Linked DNA regions of Mus musculus: regions 2 and 3 are each linked to region 1. Evidence: chromatin contacts called from public Hi-C and promoter capture Hi-C data. All regions are on one chromosome and are shown on one strand. Each heading gives the region's core, a stretch centred on a gene start, on an enhancer-like site or on the middle of the called end of the contact. The rest is flanking DNA. Distances are from core to core; before and after follow the strand shown. Region 1 overlaps Kcnma1 (potassium large conductance calcium-activated channel, subfamily M, alpha member 1). Region 2 overlaps Kcnma1 (potassium large conductance calcium-activated channel, subfamily M, alpha member 1). Region 3 overlaps Kcnma1 (potassium large conductance calcium-activated channel, subfamily M, alpha member 1).

The links. A called contact is a pair of places that touch in the nucleus more often than the background predicts. Capture Hi-C pulls out chosen DNA fragments and counts their contacts.
Region 2: a promoter capture Hi-C map of pancreatic islet shows a contact between it and region 1. The contact joins two enhancer-like sites. A contact is called at or near these places in 2 of 484 Hi-C or Micro-C datasets (embryonic fibroblasts and nephron progenitors) and 2 of 9 other capture datasets (liver and pancreatic islet).
Region 3: a Hi-C map of cortical neurons shows a contact between it and region 1, with 2.6 times the contacts expected there. The contact joins two enhancer-like sites. A contact is called at or near these places in 4 of 484 Hi-C or Micro-C datasets (cerebral cortex, cortical neurons, embryonic fibroblasts and 1 more).

The regions. Positions count from the first base shown.
Region 1 is chr14:23,965,294-23,968,038 of GRCm38.p6, forward strand. The region is part of intron 1 of Kcnma1 (potassium large conductance calcium-activated channel, subfamily M, alpha member 1); the gene reads right to left. Among named protein-coding and RNA genes, the nearest start is that of Kcnma1, 38 kb to the right of the region's middle. Within about 2 kb of position 1,423, at least 20 of the 459 cell types and tissues checked have an H3K27ac peak or open chromatin away from gene starts, as enhancers often do. A contact at or near this core is called in cerebral cortex, cortical neurons and pancreatic islet, where this site is marked.
Region 2 is chr14:23,801,869-23,804,660 of GRCm38.p6, forward strand. Kcnma1 (potassium large conductance calcium-activated channel, subfamily M, alpha member 1) reads right to left here. Exons shown (of 28, transcript NM_001253364.1): 2 at 1,272-1,433. Among named protein-coding and RNA genes, the nearest start is that of Gm51422, 150 kb to the left of the region's middle. Within about 2 kb of position 1,388, at least 4 of the 459 cell types and tissues checked have an H3K27ac peak or open chromatin away from gene starts, as enhancers often do. A contact at or near this core is called in pancreatic islet, where this site is marked.
Region 3 is chr14:23,782,139-23,784,908 of GRCm38.p6, forward strand. The region is part of intron 2 of Kcnma1 (potassium large conductance calcium-activated channel, subfamily M, alpha member 1); the gene reads right to left. Among named protein-coding and RNA genes, the nearest start is that of Gm51422, 130 kb to the left of the region's middle. Within about 2 kb of position 1,298, at least 14 of the 459 cell types and tissues checked have an H3K27ac peak or open chromatin away from gene starts, as enhancers often do. A contact at or near this core is called in cerebral cortex and cortical neurons, where this site is marked.

The DNA.
Region 1 (2,745 bases), core at 173-2,672:
TACAGACAAGGACCCTAAGTGTACTAGAGACCTAGACAGGGCAGATCTCCGGACAGCAGGAGCCTGCATCCTCCACTAGATGCTTGAAGAATGCCCCGCCAGGAGCATCTACTCTAGTAAGAATAAATGGTGTTAAGAAGGTGGCATCCACTCTCTTATCATGTTTTGTTCCTGAAGTTAAGGATCATTCACTAAAGCCATTGTGTCACCTGGCCTAACCCATTAACTCAACAGGAGTGGTTGCCAGAAAACAAAGTGTAATTATGAATCCAATCAAACAAGAAAAGGATTTTCATAGAAAACAGTCAGGCTTCCTCACACTTCCTCAAGCCGGTAAAGGCATAAAAAATGAGACTCTGTGAAAGACAAACCCAGGTACATGGATCCAGAGGCCAACAGTTCCCTACTCTGTCTGCTTTTAGCCTCTCTGATGATTAGTCTACACTATACAGAAGCATACTTCAGACCTACAGTTTACCAGGTCTCATTTTCTCAAACAACCAGACTTTCACTCCTAGCTACTGACTTCTTGTCAGACAAGCCAGCGTTCATGATCACACTGTCGAATACCCCTCTAACATTAGCAAGCCATTCTTCAAGGAGTCAGAAAGAGAACATTAACGGGGGGGGAGGGGGGGGATAACAAAGACTTGGCAGCTCACACTAGAAAACAGAAACAGATTTTAAAATGTTTTGTTGTTGTTATTTGGGGAATATAAGGGTAGAACCCAAGGCTTCATGCATGCTCAACAAGCATTCGACCACTGAGGTATACCCTCAGCCCCTATATTGCTTGGGACATTGGAAAAGGACATACAGAACCAATGCAAAATGAAATGACACACAGCAGGCATCTCACTTATCAGATTGACAAACATTATAATGATGGACGGCCTCCCAAGTTTTATGTAGTGTAGGGAGATGATAATCATTTGTACCAGCTGCCAATAGGGACACCTCTCTGAAGGTCAATTTAGTCATGTCTATCAGCATATAACCAGAAAATCACTTTCAGTTTAGTCTACTCATCTCCTAGAAATTGACCCAACACGTAACCTGGTGCATGTGCGAAAGGACTCATGTGCAAGATTAATCATTGTTTGAACTGCAACAGATGGAAAACAGCCACAGGAGGACATCAAACAGATGAAAAGTCTACAAGAGCTGGTTCTGCAACACCCAGGGGTGGGGAAGGAGTCAGCAGGCGCTCAGCATTCACAGGCCCTCCAGTCAGGATGCTGCAAGGCAGCCTTACCCTGAAGACACTCCAGGAACATGATTCAGTATCTGACAAGGTGCGAATGTGTCTCCATGAACTTCCTCACTGCTGTGCTTATTTTAAGCACATGGAACATTAGCCGTAATGCAGACAACACGGCAACAGCTGTGTTTCCCTCTTCCTCACTGTCCTGACGTCACAGTCAGTAAATACAAGCTCCAAAAATGAACAAGCCATGTCATCCCCAGCAGCATGCTTCGAAAGACCACACACACCTTCCCGCAGATGAAGGATTCTGAGCCGTCCCTCAGAACATCCCTCAGCACAGACTGGCTAGTTAGCAATCTAGAAGCAGAGGCAGGCAGCTGAGCTCACAAACAGAAGTTGATCCCCAATTCAGCAGCAACCTTTCAAGGGAGAAATTTTGCAGTATCTGTTAGAATTAGAAGAAACACCCACCTTTCAACTTAGAAGTGCCTCTCCAAAAGAAGGTACCAGGTGGGAAGGCACGTACCAGCAGGCTGTTCAGGTCCCAGCATTGCCTTTGTGGGAAACGGAGGCCACCCTGCAACCAACCACTGAGAGTCCACTGAAAGGGGAGTGAGGGCTGGTGCTCTTGCCCCGTGAAGATTCTGTGGTTGTTGGGAGGAATAGAGAGCCCAGTACAATTAAATAAGAAACACGATTGCCCTCCTCCAATCCCTCCTCCTCTAAGCCTTCATTCCTACTGTTTTTTCTCATCTGTCCTTGTCTCTGCTTTCTTGATTCTGCTCCAGGGGACCAGTCTTGACCAGATATCATCCTGCCTCCTGACCTTGGCACTGACCCCAAGACTCCTTTCCCAGAGATCTGTGTGGCTTTCCCTCTGCCTGTCCTTTTGTCTCCATAAGAACCTACCTCGGGGATTCCCACCCTTAAATGCCCAACTCAAATTAAAAGAGGGAGTAAGATGGCTCAGCATTTGGCCTTCAAGTCTGAGGAAGATCCTAGAACCCAGGTAGTAGAAGGAAAGAAATTCATATTGTTCTCTGACCTCTACACACTCACAGCACACACTTTGTGACCTCCCCCTTAAACACACACATACACACACAGTAGTTAAATACATACATACATACATACATACATACGTACATACATACATACATGTAAAGAAAATAAGGGTGTCTTCTCCTCCTTGGTTTTTCTCTAAAGCACTCACTAGCATGTTAGACCCTCTGCTGAATGCTGCTTTTGCCCTCCGGACTGTCAGCACTGTAAGGGAAGGGACCTGTGCCTATCTTACTCTCTACAGAATCCCCAGCACCTAGCACAGAGCGGGTGGCATTCAACGACTCTCGCTGGCTGAATGGCAAGCCGGCAGAACTATCTCAAGCCTGAGGAAATGAATGGAAGACTCTAACAGAGGGTCCCCTTAGGGAAGGAGGGATATGGCCTCCAGGAGCCACCAAAGATGAAATAAGGCTACAACGTATTAATATTATGGCTTACCAACTTCCCTGACTGTACAGGAGGCATGAGAAAGC
Region 2 (2,792 bases), core at 138-2,637, 160 kb before region 1:
CACCTGCCCATTTCTTCTCCATTCTTTGCACTGAAACACTGATAACCTCAGTAGCCCTTTGGCCCCAGCAAGCCTGCCTTAGTCACGATTCTTAACCCAAAACAGGGGCTCACAAGGCAAACTGGTGAGGCCAAGTTTGCTATAAGTAGATAAGAGAGGCAAGGTGTGCCTGTGTGAACCCTAACTGTGGAGGGCCTAAGTGACAGAATCAGAAACAGGGCACCTAAGAAATATAAGAACACAGCATGCATACACACACACACACACACACACACACACACACACACACACACACACACACGCACACGCGCACACACACACACACACAAACATACACTATACTATACACACATACAACATATCCCCTACACAAAGATACACTATACCACACACACACACACACACACACACACACACACACACCTATACCCCACACATACATACACACACACACACCTTGCACATACACATTGTACCCCAATACACACATACATCACACATACACACTGTATCCCACCCCCAATACATACACACATGCACACCAGAAGCTGTTCAGGAGCTCGCTCACACACTACAGAATAGGACAATGAACCCAAGCAAGTTCTTCAAGTCACTAGAGGACAGCAGTAGGAACTTGTATAAACCAACACACACATGAGCGTGTGCCTAAACGCACACATATATTCTCCTCTCTTCCTCTCCCTCTCTCTTTCTTTATGTGTTTCTGTGTCTGTTTCTCTGTTTCTGTCTCTCTGTCTCTGTCTATGTGTGTCTATGTGTATCTGTGTCACTCTATCTCTGAGTCTCTGTCTCTGTGTCCCTGTCTCTCTCTGTGCCTCTGTGTCTCTGTGTCTCTGTCTCTCTCTCTCATAAGTGGTATAGGTAGACTTTTGAGCCCTGGACTGACAAACTTTGGGCATGGTTTTGGTTTATGTTGCTATACCCCACTCTTTATCCTGAGATCATACAGGTATGGTGTGTGCATGAGAGATTTTGTGCCCACATGTGTACATCTGTTTTACTGACTGAGAAAGTTCGGTGTAACCTGCAAGCAGGTTGTGAGTGCACAATGCTGGCCTACTGTCTGCAGATGGCCCTACACTGCAGGCTTAGATATGTGTGAAGATAACCATGCTGATCTGAGAGCTCCGTGGAGCACTGGCCACTCACCCCAGGTGACCTGGAGAAAAATCAGAGCATCATCACCTCTCACAAGCAAACCCCCTTTGCAGATACAAGACCACCTCATATAGGAGGGGCCAGGGACTCACCAGGACTCTGCCAGTCAGTGTCTGGGCGGATATCATCACCCCTGCCCAGTCCTTCACAGATGTCATCCAGCCGACCTCGGCTGCCACCACCTCCTCTTTTTCGTCCACTGGCTTGAGAGTACCATCTGCCTGGCTGGAGCCATTGTTTATCTTCTGGGCCTCCTGGCAACAGAGAGAACCAGAGTTGAGACATAGGAAACAGCTGGATTTAAATCAGATCCTTACCCATAAAGAATCCAAACCCAAAGGGTTTCCCAGATGAGGGAATGTGGCATAAAGATACAGAGGTGGGGAAGGAGAGATCCCTAAGGATTTTATTTTTTAAAAACCAAGCTGTGGAGATTGCTTAATGGGTAAAGCACTTTCCATGCATGTGCAAGAACATAAGACTAAGTCCTCCAAACCTAGGACAAGCTGGGCATGGTAGAGTACATCTTAACTTCAGCACTCCCACAGAAAGATGGAGCACTGAGACGGCAGGATCTCCAGATCCCTGGAAGCTCACAGGTCAACTAGCCTGGTAGCATACACAACAGAGACCAGCCAAAGAGAGGTTCTAGCTCAAACGAGGTGGACAGAGAAGACTGACACCCAACTGGTCTCTGACCTCCACGTGCGTGCTGTGGCTCCCGAAGAATCCTTTCGTAAATTTCCATTTAGAACGGCCTTGGGACAGACAGGAGGCTGCACTGTTCTTTGACCACTTCACATGCCTGCCTCAGGTCACAGAGAAGCTAAGTCACAATCCTCACAAAGTCTCTGCACGAGTCACCCTGCCTTCCTAGTGCCAGCCTTCCTCCATTTACTAATGCCCCACCTTTCCCTCGGCATCTATGCCATTCCAAAGGGACTCAGGATGGCCTCTCGATGATCTAGCAATGATGCAGACAGATAGGTCATTCATTCTATCCCTTAGTGCTTGGACTAGGGAGAGTCAGATGACCTCTGCCAAGCCAATAAGACTTAAGTATGGTCCACTTGCTGGAACAGTCAGGGAAACTGAACCCTTCCCTGAAAGGAAGACAACATGGATCACTAATGTCATCATCTGAATGCCTTCATCCAGCGGTGTCTAAAGTCCGGTTCTTTGAGTTACAAGAGGCAATAAGTTTCCCCTTGCAGACTTGAAATATGCTTAAAGTACAGAGCCTTCAGATATCCAGAGCCCGTGTGAAGCTGGTACACATTTGCACACAGTGCCGAATCTAGGGTGCTCTCATCCTTTGGTACTCAAGGCTTGCTTCTGCCTCTGTTTCCTTATGTTTTTCACCCAGGCACTCTCAGTGTCTCAACCACTACCCTCTGAAAAACATTAACTCTCTTCTCCCAATGTCACTGTTTTGTTTCACTGTTCTCCATAGCTCTTGAACCCTCTATCTACAGTCCATAATTCACTAATTTATTTCATTTACATCCCCTGCTGCAACACTGCTGTACCTGACACAGTCCTAAACACAAAGCTAGCATAGTAAATATGAAGGAAATTGGGCATGGTGACCCACACCTGTACTCTCAGGAGGC
Region 3 (2,770 bases), core at 48-2,547, 180 kb before region 1:
AGCTTCCTTCTTCCTAGCACACTGACTTTGTTCAGGGATGCAAGTGATGGAGGAAAGGGTCCTAGGTAAACCTCAGTTACTCAAGTCTACCTCAGTGCCCCTTTTTATTTGTCAGAAATGGACTAAGGACCAAGCTGGTGACCCAGTTCTGCTGGTGAGCTATATGTCAAGGTATGCTGGAGGCTTCTAGACATGTTATCCAGGCTTCTAAAGGCAGACTGGAAGAGGTGGTTCCTTTCCTGAGAGACTTTTATATATTTTATAATATATATGTACATACATGTATGTGCATATATATGTACATGTTTATATACATGTATATTTCCCTGAGGTAGGATATGCATAAAATGTCATTAAAATCATATAGTTCATTGCTCTAATCATTACTCCATCTACCTAAGAGACACACATCTTTTAAAAATAAAAAGAAACTAGACTAAGCATGCTAGTTAAAAAATAAATAAATCAAACAGAAGAGAAGATAACATGAAGATAGAAAAAGGACATTCAGAGATACAAGGGAAGAGTTGGAATGGGTATGATCCAGATATATTGCATACATGTATGAAATTATTAAAGAATAAAAGATATTTTTAATAATTTAAAAAGAAAAAGAAAAAAATTATAATAATATGGTTTACCTAACTAACCTAACTTAAATGTGATCATTTTAAGAAAAAACCCATATCAAATCAGATATGTGCTATTTCACAGTCATGCTAAATTTCCTAGGTCCAGGTCATCTTAATTTAGACCACCATTCCTCAGATGCTCAGAGTCACCCTGGGAGAGTAACCCAGGTTTCTCTGGTTCCTGTCTATGGTCAGCTCATGGACATCCCCAGAGAACAGCAACGCACACATGACTGTGCAGACCTGTGCGTCAGTATCAGCTCTCCAGCCAGTTTGTGACTCAATGCAGGAGCCAAGATGATGTCTGACTCTAAAGGTTCTAAAACGGCATCTCCAGCACCCTTGAGATCACCACCACTGCGCTGACAGATGAAATGGGATCTAACGGAGGGAGAATATTTTCTAGCCAAACAGAACTTGTGCCTCCACCACCACCTGGGGAGGTGGGTAGTCTAGCTCAAAACTGGGGGGGGGGGGGGGCTGTGGGTCTAGCTCAAAACTGAGACTGATCCCAGAGGTGGAAGTAGAGATGGCACCTACATAGTTGCTGGGGCACTGGCAGATTGCGCCAATAATAAACAAACACACACCTACGTGCAAAGAAGGAAGCATGCATGCAGGGTTGAGCAAGCAGTTGCCATGGAAACCAGCTAGCCTCACTCTAGTTTTTTTTCCCTGGCACCTTGATCATTCAGTGGCTGATGGAGTCCAGTGGAGGAGCATTGTGTCTGTCCCTATGAAACCTTCCAAATGGACCCATTATGATGAAAGCTGATCAAAGAGGAAAGGATGACGTAGCTTTTCTATTCACAGTTGCATCCACATTTTATCCTGGAAATGACTCAAAAGGAGAAGACGATAAAACTAGCTTTGCCATAGAAGGAAACGGCTGAGGGGGGATTAAATAATGGCAGCAGAGGGGTGAGGTGGAGGCATCTGGACATGGTCATAGAAGGAAATAGCTGGCCTAAGTGTCCACTACAGAAAATGCCCCACTAGATAAGTGGTTATGACCTCAGGCTCTTACTCAACCTGATATGAAAACTTTTCTTTATATAACAAATGCCTGGTTTGATTGCTTCCCTACATATCCTGTATCTTTCACTCCTCCCAATCTACACATACATACACACACACACACACACACACACACACACACACCCCTCTATACATTCATATATACAGACTACACATACACACATGCATACACACCACATACACATTCACTATACACACATTACTCACACCATACTCACACACCTGTACACACAGACCATACACATACACAAAAACACATATACACAACACACCCAACACATACACACATGTACACACCCATATACACAACACACAACTGGCGCACACACACATATACACACCATATGTACATGCACACATACCATATACATCATACACATCGCACACATAATGTACACTACACCCACACATACACACTTATACAGAGAGAGAGAGAGAGAGAGAGAGAGAGAAGGGGAGGAGAATGATCCCAAGGGAGCACTCTTTCACTGAGTGACATCTCTAACATTCTCCTTATTATGACACAGGGTCTCACCAAGTTGTCCAAATTGGCCATGAATTTGTATTCCCCTACCTCAGCCTCTCGTATAGTTAGGACAGCAGGCCTGTGGCACTGGGTCTGGTTCTTCCACTCATTAATAGGTGGAAAGTGCATGAAGCAGAAGGAGGAATCAATGACAGCCCATCCTAGGATCCCAGTCCTGAGGATTATTGGATGCTTGATCTTCCCTAGGATGCTAAACCTCTGTGCCTTGGCATCCTTACCATGTGCGAGGTTGTGGGAACAGACTTACAGACTAAACAGTTGCTGTCACTACGCTTGTATTCTTACATCCTTGTGCTTAACACTGGTTATAGTGGAAAAACTAGATTTCTTTGCACTATGATTGTCAGCAACTGCCAGGCAGAAGTCTTGGTCTCTCTTCCCCCATCTCCCATATAAGACAAAGGGAATTATAAAACAAACAACATGTTTCCTATTCTCAAGGAACCTACAACTTACTATATTTGATTAACAAACAAATTATATAATACCTTGTCTGTGCCAGCTACTGTTCTAAGTACTTTACAAATATTAGGGAATTTAATCTTCATAATAC